Linked DNA regions of Mus musculus: regions 1 and 3 are each linked to region 2. The links are chromatin contacts, called in public Hi-C and promoter capture Hi-C maps. All regions are on one chromosome and are shown on one strand. The core of a region is the stretch at or near the end of the contact, and the rest is flanking DNA. Distances in the headings are between cores, read along the strand shown.

Region 1 (2,700 bases), core at 172-2,671, 230 kb after region 2:
GCTTCTCACTTGCCATGTGTAAAAATTGAAATTATGGGATGCTAACTTTCCCAGAGAAGCTCACCCAACCATGCTTGCACCTCCTCTGCAGGGTCTTACACTCTCCTTGTTGGTACATCTGCACTTGCTGACAGCTACAGGCTCCTTAGGGTTCTCACAAACACCAGAGACTTATACCTAGGTCTGTTCGATTGCAATGACCCCGGATAACAAGAACTAAGCCCCTGGGGCAGCTGGGCCCCAGTGCAAGGAGAAGGCCATGTAGTAGGTTCCGGTATCACAGGCAGAAGGAATGGCAGTGAAAATACAATGTTTACAGTCTTGGATTCATTTGCTTTACTCCTACTTTTTTTCCCCCTGATGAAACTGTCCCCCAAGGAGCTCTTTAAAGGATTTCTGTCAACTCCTTTCTGCAGTATAGAGTAATTGTCTGTCATCAGGAGCCTAGGAATAGTCAAGATTGCAAAGTCCTCGCTGTGCTCTTGGTAAAATCATTACTCACCAGCTAATGTTTAGAACTCAAAATGCTCCCCATAAGTGCCATTAAACACAAATATTTATCAGTGTCGCACTCGGATGTTGAGCTGGAGGAGGCTGGGTGTTTGTGGGTGTGCATGCATGTGCGAGTGTGTGCATAATTAGATTTGGGTTCTTCAGTGAGTACAATGTGTCTCACCAAAGCCTTTACATACCCACCTACAGACAAATAGGTGCTCTCCCTTACTTGAGAAAAATGTTCAAAATTAGTGTCCAAATTCCTTTTCTCAGCATCATGAGAAGTTCTGTCTGTTATAAAATGAGGTTGATTTCTTTGCACTGGGTTTGTGTGGTTAAGCTAGTCCTTCAGCAAGCCTTGTGGGAAAGCAAGGGCAACATGGTTCTGGGCAGCAATTGCTGATGGTTGTGTCACTATAGCCTGCAGGAAACCAGGCTGTCACTGTCTGTGGTTTAACCCACACGCTGCTGCTAGTGTTAGCATCTCAAACAGGTCTTACTCAGCTCAAGCTGTCTAGAAGTTGAGTTGGAGATTCAGGCTCTTGTCTCGGTGAGTTGTTACTTGTACTTTGCTTGGGATAAAGAAAGAAAGAGAAACAGAAGAAAGGTAGGGGAAAGGCTTAGCCTGATATAGTCCTGTCGGAGCACCAATCACACAGTTTGCTCAACCCAGGCAAGGAATTAGCTCTTTGTACTCTGAGGCCAACCTGTCAGTGGCTGAGGAAGGCTCTCATTCTAGCCTAGAGCAGCTGGAGTCAGCATGCCCACCGGGGTGAATGTCGTACAGTGAAACCATCTGCATTCCTGTCAAAACCTCACATTACTGGAATTCGAGTTCTAAAGACCTATGTTATCTCGATGTAAGCTGAACACAGAGCAGCAGAATCGAGGGACATCTGGCTGCATACGACCAGTGGCTTCTATGCCATGCAGCCTGCCCTCCTCGGGGCCCTGTCCAGCCGTCAGCCTTGGGCTCTTCCTACCTCTTATTACAGAGCTCAAGATTTGTTGGTGCAGGAGATTGAGTCATTTCCCAGAGTCATGGGGGAGGGGTGTTCTTTCACCTTCTGTTTCATGTCACCTTTGATTAACAGAAAGAACAGCACAGAAAACTGAAGCCTGTGCCATCCCATCCATCACTTAGCAGCATTTTTGTCTGGACGGTACTGTGAAGGTTTATAAATCTCCTGCCTTTCTCTGAAATCTCCCAAGCCTGGCCTGAAGAACCCATCCTAATCTCCTAGCTGGGAATGCCCTTTGCTTGGTTGTCTGTCCTTCTCTTCATGTCCACATTCCAGTCCTGGCTTGGGTGCTGCCTCCACCTCCCTCATAGCCTTCAGACTTCTCCTGTCTGTCTTTATTCTGTTGTGCAGAATAGTGTGCAGGTAGGCACACGTCTCTGTCAGCAGACTGAGAGCTTCCAGCAGACAGTGTCCTCCACAGCTCTCAGCAGCTCACTGGCTTCAAAGCTTATTCCATGCAGGTGCTGAGATTTCTGGAGCCTAGGACTCAGAGACAGCACTCACACACACAGCAAGACTTTCACAGTGAATTCACTTCAAAGGACTTTTATGCTAACTAACAGCAGAATCGAATCCGCAGCAAATGCCCAAACCTTGTAGCTCACAGGACAACCAAATCCATGTAGCTTTTACATGATTATGTGAGCTGATGTAACATCTCCCATGGATTTTAATTTCCATTTTAAAAATAAGGTGACACTATTTCTAGGGTTACACAAGCCTGTATTCAAGATCACGTGGCTAGTAAGTGGTATGTTCAGGACCTCAGAGCTGGAAGCTGGGCTTTAACTCCATTCTTTTAAGCACTGGGCAAACACAAGTCAGAGGAGATTACCATCCCTTGGGTACTCAGGGTACATCCAATTCTTTTTCTGTTTACTAAATTCTACCAACTCAAATATTTATTGTGCAGCAAAAACAGGAGATGACATTTTCTTAAAGCTCGTATCATGAAGCTAAGCTTAGGGTGTTTGCTGTAAACCTCATCACACGTGTAATAAAAGTCCATCTCATCAACTGATTGAGAAGGAAGCAAATAATCTAAGTACATGCCACAGTTTCTTGACATCACTGTGGGCATCATTTAAATTAGAGAAGTGATTCCTGATGGTAGCCTTTGGGGGAAAGGCTTTCAAAGGCAGCCATTATTCAGGAAGGTTTCTACATCGAGAAGGATGTGAAT
Region 2 (2,700 bases), core at 165-2,664:
CCTGTCTCTCTGAAATGTCTCTCACAGGAATAATCCTCTGTTTAGCCTGGTCTCTTAGACAGTTCCCCAGGCAGTAGGGGAATTCCTAGCGCAGGCTGCCAGGTCGAGGTTTTACTACTGTCTCCCTAGCTCTGGCACCCTGTGCCACCCCATAACAAGTGTCCTTGGCTTCTCTCCAGGCAGTGAGGTGGATGCAGACACAGCAGGTGTTGAAATCATAGAGACCCAGGTTCGAATTTGACCTCTGCTTACTTGCCTGTAACTTTGCTACAAGGTTTGCCAGCTCTTGATGTGTGGGCTCACTTGTAAGATACCAGAGTTAGAAAGAATTTCAGTGTGACAAGAAAAGAGACTAGGACTCACATTTTAGTGTCTGAACAAGGCAAACTTACTCCTGGTCAAGAGGGTTTTCTCAGGAGTGGGAACACACCAGGACAGGAAGCCTCCATGTGGTTGGAGATGGTGTCTTTCTTCCTATTGGTTGGGGTCTGACATCACAGTTTAAAGATTAGCTAGTGTAAACCAAAGAGGCTGGTCGGAGCGCCCCCCCCCCACATATGTAGGAGAGGGCTACCATGTCTGATTTCAGTGGGAGAGGATATATCTAATCCTGCAGAGACTTGATGCACCAAGGTGGGTGGGGGAAACAGAGGTTCCTTCTCAGAAGGGGAGGGAGAATGTGGGAGGAACTCTGGGACGGGAGGAAGACCGGGAGGGGGGCAGAATTTGGGATGTAATAAAATAAATAAATTAATTAATTAAAAAAAAAGGAATAGCTGGTGTGAAAAGAACCTTTGGGAAGGAAGAAAGGAAGTCAGAATGGGGTCAGCCACTTAACTCTCTTAAGGGTCCCAGAATGTAGCAGGGCCTTTGCATAAAAGGTTTTACTAGGTGGGAAGATGTTAATATATTTGCATCCAAGGTGCAGGAGATGAAAGGAGTTGAATTATTTGCTGCAAACACAAAAAAAATACAAGTTTTTCAGTGTCTCAAAGAAAATACTCATATTTATTTTGTTGTGCTGTTTTAACACCAGGAACATTTGCAGTGCGGATTTTTTTCAGGGTCACTAGGTGATTAGGAACACAACCTCTTACAGTTCTGAGATCTCCGGGCCACCAGCATCTACTGGGGCAGGCGCCTTTTCTCAGTCACTAAGCACTCCTTTATTTCAATCCCCACACTGGTGCGTTGTTTACAGTAAAAATTATAAGAAAACAAAATGAAAAGCTTCCCACACAGGAGCCGCTAGAATGCAAACCAGAACTCCGCAGTTTCAGCACGGCCCTTTAACACAGTGGCAGCGGCGATTTGCTGCCCTAAGGTTTCTGTGCACCTTGGAAACCGAAACTTAAAGACAGACCGGGAAATGGAAACTGAAAGAACCGGGAAACTGAAACTGTTCTTTGTTTCCTCTCTCCCAGATTTGAGGAAGACAGTGAGCTGCTGAGTAACCCGGGGCCTCAGCTTCCACACCTCTGAGAATGCTGTTCCCCGATGACTTCAGTACTTGGGAGCAGACATTTCAAGAACTGATGCAGGAGGAGAAGCCCGGGGCCAAGTGGAGCCTGCATTTGGATAAGAACATTGTACCAGATGGTGCAGCCCTGGGATGGAGGCAGCACCAGCAGACAGTGCTTGGCAGGTGAGTGGAGTCTGGGCAGCTGGTCCCCTTAAAGACCCCACTACGTGCAGAGGCTTAACTGTGCTGATGCAGCCTCTAATACTTGTTAGAAAGAACAGGTGTGGCTAACTAGATTTTCCCAGTCTTTTGTGATCACTAGGCTAAGATGGTTAGGGTCGCTTGTACTCCATGTCCCCATGCTGGTTTTCTTTCTTTCTTTCTTTCTTTCTTTCTTTCTTTCTTTCTTTCTTTCTTTCTTTCTTTCTTTCTTTCTTTCTTTCTTTCTTTCTTTCTTTCTTTCTTTCTTTCTTTCTTTCTTTCTCTCTATCTCTCTCTCTCTCTTTCTTTCCTTCCCCCTTCCCCCCCCCCTCTCTCTCTCTCTCTCTCTTTCTTTTTCTGAGACAGGTTTCTCTGTGTGGCCCTGCCTGTCCTGAAACTCACTCTGTGGACCAGGCTGTCGAACTCAGAGATCCACCAGCCTCTGCCTCCTGAGGACTGAGAGTAAAGGCGTGCTCCATCTTGTTTAACTTAAAAACTGCTTGCCCTGCCAGGTCTCCTTACAAAAGCATTTCAGGAGTCCTTGAAGAATGACTCCAAGTTCCTACAAAGTCTTCCCTCCTGCTCTCTGTTGCTGGATCCCCAGCCAAAAAAAGACGTGGCATTGTATCCAGCTGCTCAGCCCTCTTATCAAGAGAAAACATAATAAAACTCTTAAAATGGAAAAATGGATTTATCTACAATTTGGGGATGCCACTGTTCATAGTCTGTCTCTGCCTCCCATCTAACAGTGTTATAATTCATGGAAAGGATGAGACAAGATCTGCATGTTATCAGAAATGTTGGCATACTTGACTGTAATTGCAGATGATACCAGGGAAAGCAGGTTCCTTCTTTGGGTCCTTAATCTCCTCGCTAAAAGGATTTTAGAATGGGGACTCAGATGGAAGTTTGAGGGCAGTTTATTAGAGTTTAAAAGAAAAGCCCCAGAGTGGGCAATACCCTAGGATTTCAGTTTCTGTGGAGCTGTGTGGTGCTAGACAGCCACACAGCAGAGACAGGACGAGTAGAGAAGGCGG
Region 3 (2,700 bases), core at 13-2,512, 160 kb before region 2:
GATTTCCTCTCTCAATATCTTGCTTACCTCGTGTTTGAAAATCATCTTAGAGGTGATAGGAGGTTTTTTATTTGTTTTTTCATTTGTTTGTTTGCTTGCTTTTTAAGTCATGCCTTTGTAGAATAGATTAACTTATAGCAAAAAGAAGGTACATATTCCAGAATGTTGACTATGCCAGGGTAGACAGACATTGAACATACAAACTCAAAACCAAACCCAAAACTTAAAACCCTTTCTAATCTGGATGTGGGTGGTATTTGAGAAATATAATTTATGTGCTGAGACATTGACTTTATGGTATCCTGATAATTTGCAGACAATGGTGATTTTTTTTTTGAAAAAATGAATCAATAGAACCAAAGACATGCTTTCGAATCTACAAGTCAACCTTCCCATCAGTTTTTCTCTTTTCATGGTACACTGATCCTAATCGAATAGAACAAATTTTTGAAACATGTAAACAACTTACCAGACCCATCAGTGCATGAAAAAGTCCACAAGCCAAACAGAGCTCTTTGACTCAATGCAGATGTTTATTGGAACGAATGTGTAGTTTCCCATAAGAATAACAACTTCTTTGACTAATGAATCCCAGGCATGATCATCACTGCTAATACCAGTGCTCGCAGTATAAAATCACAGCTTTCATTATACAAATTAATTTCTCGGGAGGTAGATTTCAGTTGCCTGGAAGACAGGCTTTTTTATGGGCAGCACATTTTAGAGTTGCTTAGGAACTGGCTGGATGTGAAGGTAGTGAGTCGGTTGGCATAAGGTTATGAATTTAGACAAGATAGACTCTATGGCTATACCTTCCTTCTGTGTCTCTAGTTTTAGGTGATCAGGCTTCTTGGACCATAATAGAAACTAGATTTCTGTCTTAGTGTTCTATTGCTGTGAAGAGACAGCTGTGACCACACAACTCTTACAAAAAAAAAAAAAAGCATTTAAATGGGGCTGGCTTACAGTTTCAGAGGTTTTGCCCATTTTTATCATGGCAAGAGCATGGTGGCATGCAGGCAAACATGGTGCTGGAGAATTGGCCAAAACTCCTACATCTTTATCCACAGGCAGCAGGAAGAGAGCCCCTGAGCCTGGTTTGGGCTTTTGAAAACCTCAAAGCCCACTTCCAGTGGCACATTTCCTCCACAAGGCCACTCCACTCCTGTACGGTGACATCTGATCTTTTCAAATATCAACACTCTCTAGTGACCAAGCATACAAATATGTGAGCCTGTGGGGGCCATTCTTACTCAAACCATGAGTAAGAATGGTTTGAGTACACATCATGTCACAGGCATTTATAGGACAAGGTTCAAGTTCCATGGTATATTTAGTTATTTTTCTCAAGATGAAGTCATAATTTGGAGGATAAATAGAATAAATTGTGCCCAGCCAGAAGTTGGTATCTGCATGGGAAACCTGAAGCTTTTAAAGCGCTGGTGTTCTGATAAGGATAAATACGCTATTTTAGTTCTGGATGAAGAATTTTGGAGAAAGGCCTGTTTAGATGTTGGTTCTCATGTTGAATGCTGGTTTTCTGGAAATATCATTACTATGGGAGGGGCTGGTGGTATCTGAGTGGATGCAGACTCCTGTTTTTTTAGAAGAGTTTCCTTGGCCTCACTTGCAGAAATGCTCACTTTCTGAAGGTCATCACCCTCTAGGCTGATTCTTGGCGTTCCCCTCCTTAAATTATGTACAAAATTGGGCTTTTTTTCTATCTCCATGCCTCTCTAAAATAGACTTGTCAGGGGTCATCCCCATATAGAAGTCACATGTGTGTCACAGTTCCACCAGGAATGTCTGGAAGCCATGACCCATATGTTTCTCACTGCAGCAGGCCACAGCAGCAGTCACTATGACCTGTATAACAGACTGCTCAGCAAGAGCTGTGGAGGGGCAGGCGCATTGCCTCCAAGCAGTTTCAAAACTGCATCAAAAGTCTTCATCAGGAACTAAAATAGAGTAGCAGCTTCCTTGAGAAGTATCTGATTGTTGGGTCCCGGCCATCTCTTCGAATAGTAGTCAAGCGTGTAGGAATAGAGTGACATGCTCAGAGGGGTAGTGGGGCAAAGTGTTGTCCCTGAGTGTGGAGCCTTGGGCTTAATACCCACAAGCCCTCATTCCTCACTGTCTACCTCACTTACCAGAGATTTTTATGGAAACTAGCAGCAGCAATACAGGTCGAGGGTCAAAGTCTTCTATGAAGAACAATTCTCATACACAGAAATTCAGGGTTGGGCTTCTGTTTGTTTAAAAATCTTGTCTTGGATAAGGTTTCTAAAAACTTATTCAAACACAGTGTTCTCAGTTTGGTGAGACAAAGCGACAGGAATCAGAGAAATGGCAACCTAAGCTCAGCTGGGATGCAGAGAGCGGGATGCGGAGAGCGAGAAGGAGAGAGTGAGTGTGTGTGTGTGTGAGAGAGAGAGAGAGAGAGAGAGAGAGAGAGAGAGAGAGAGAGAGAGGAGCCTGCCAGGGCCTGCCTTCTGCTGCCCATGCTTAGAGGCGAGAAGGGGGATGGGGCTCAGGAAAGCCACTCTATTTAGAGCAAGGGGAAGATCTTTGGCTGCACTTGAGTATGGTGGATCACTGTGGGAATTTTAGGGACAGCAGGAAAATTTTGTCTTTTGAACCTAATGAACATTTTTCTTTTGAATTACTCTGAATCTAACTCATCACAGGGGACACGACTCC

What was found. Promoter capture Hi-C pulls out the DNA fragments that hold promoters and counts their contacts. A called contact is a pair of places that touch in the nucleus more often than the background predicts.
Region 1: a contact with region 2 is called in a promoter capture Hi-C map of the HPC-7 cell line. The contact joins the enhancer-like site here to the promoter of Rtp4 in region 2. A contact is called at or near these places in 3 of 39 promoter capture datasets (the HPC-7 cell line and cranial neural crest), 1 of 484 Hi-C or Micro-C datasets (the N1E-115 cell line), 3 of 115 datasets of contacts at active chromatin or transcription factors (the SCID.adh cell line, T-cell acute lymphoblastic leukemia and forebrain) and 1 of 9 other capture datasets (liver).
Region 3: a Hi-C map of beige adipocytes shows a contact between it and region 2, with 2.3 times the contacts expected there. The contact joins the enhancer-like site here to the promoter of Rtp4 in region 2. A contact is called at or near these places in 6 of 39 promoter capture datasets (the 3T3-L1 cell line, cranial neural crest, embryonic stem cells and 3 more), 10 of 484 Hi-C or Micro-C datasets (B cells, Sertoli cells, adipose-derived mesenchymal stem cells and 7 more), 1 of 115 datasets of contacts at active chromatin or transcription factors (the SCID.adh cell line) and 3 of 9 other capture datasets (adipose tissue, liver and pancreatic islet).

The regions. Positions count from the first base shown.
Region 1 is chr16:23,837,395-23,840,094 of GRCm38.p6, forward strand. The region is part of intron 1 of Gm31430 (a long non-coding RNA gene); the gene reads right to left. Among named protein-coding and RNA genes, the nearest start is that of Gm31430, 8.1 kb to the right of the region's middle. Within about 2 kb of position 1,422, at least 29 of the 459 cell types and tissues checked have an H3K27ac peak or open chromatin away from gene starts, as enhancers often do. A contact at or near this core is called in the HPC-7 cell line, the N1E-115 cell line and the SCID.adh cell line, where this site is marked.
Region 2 is chr16:23,608,505-23,611,204 of GRCm38.p6, forward strand. Rtp4 (receptor transporter protein 4) reads left to right here and starts at 1,415. Exons shown (of 2, transcript NM_023386.5): 1 at 1,415-1,645. The coding sequence starts at 1,485.
Region 3 is chr16:23,448,904-23,451,603 of GRCm38.p6, forward strand. No RefSeq gene overlaps it. Among named protein-coding and RNA genes, the nearest start is that of Rtp1, 21 kb to the left of the region's middle. Within about 2 kb of position 1,263, at least 26 of the 459 cell types and tissues checked have an H3K27ac peak or open chromatin away from gene starts, as enhancers often do. A contact at or near this core is called in beige adipocytes, embryonic fibroblasts and muscle stem cells, where this site is marked.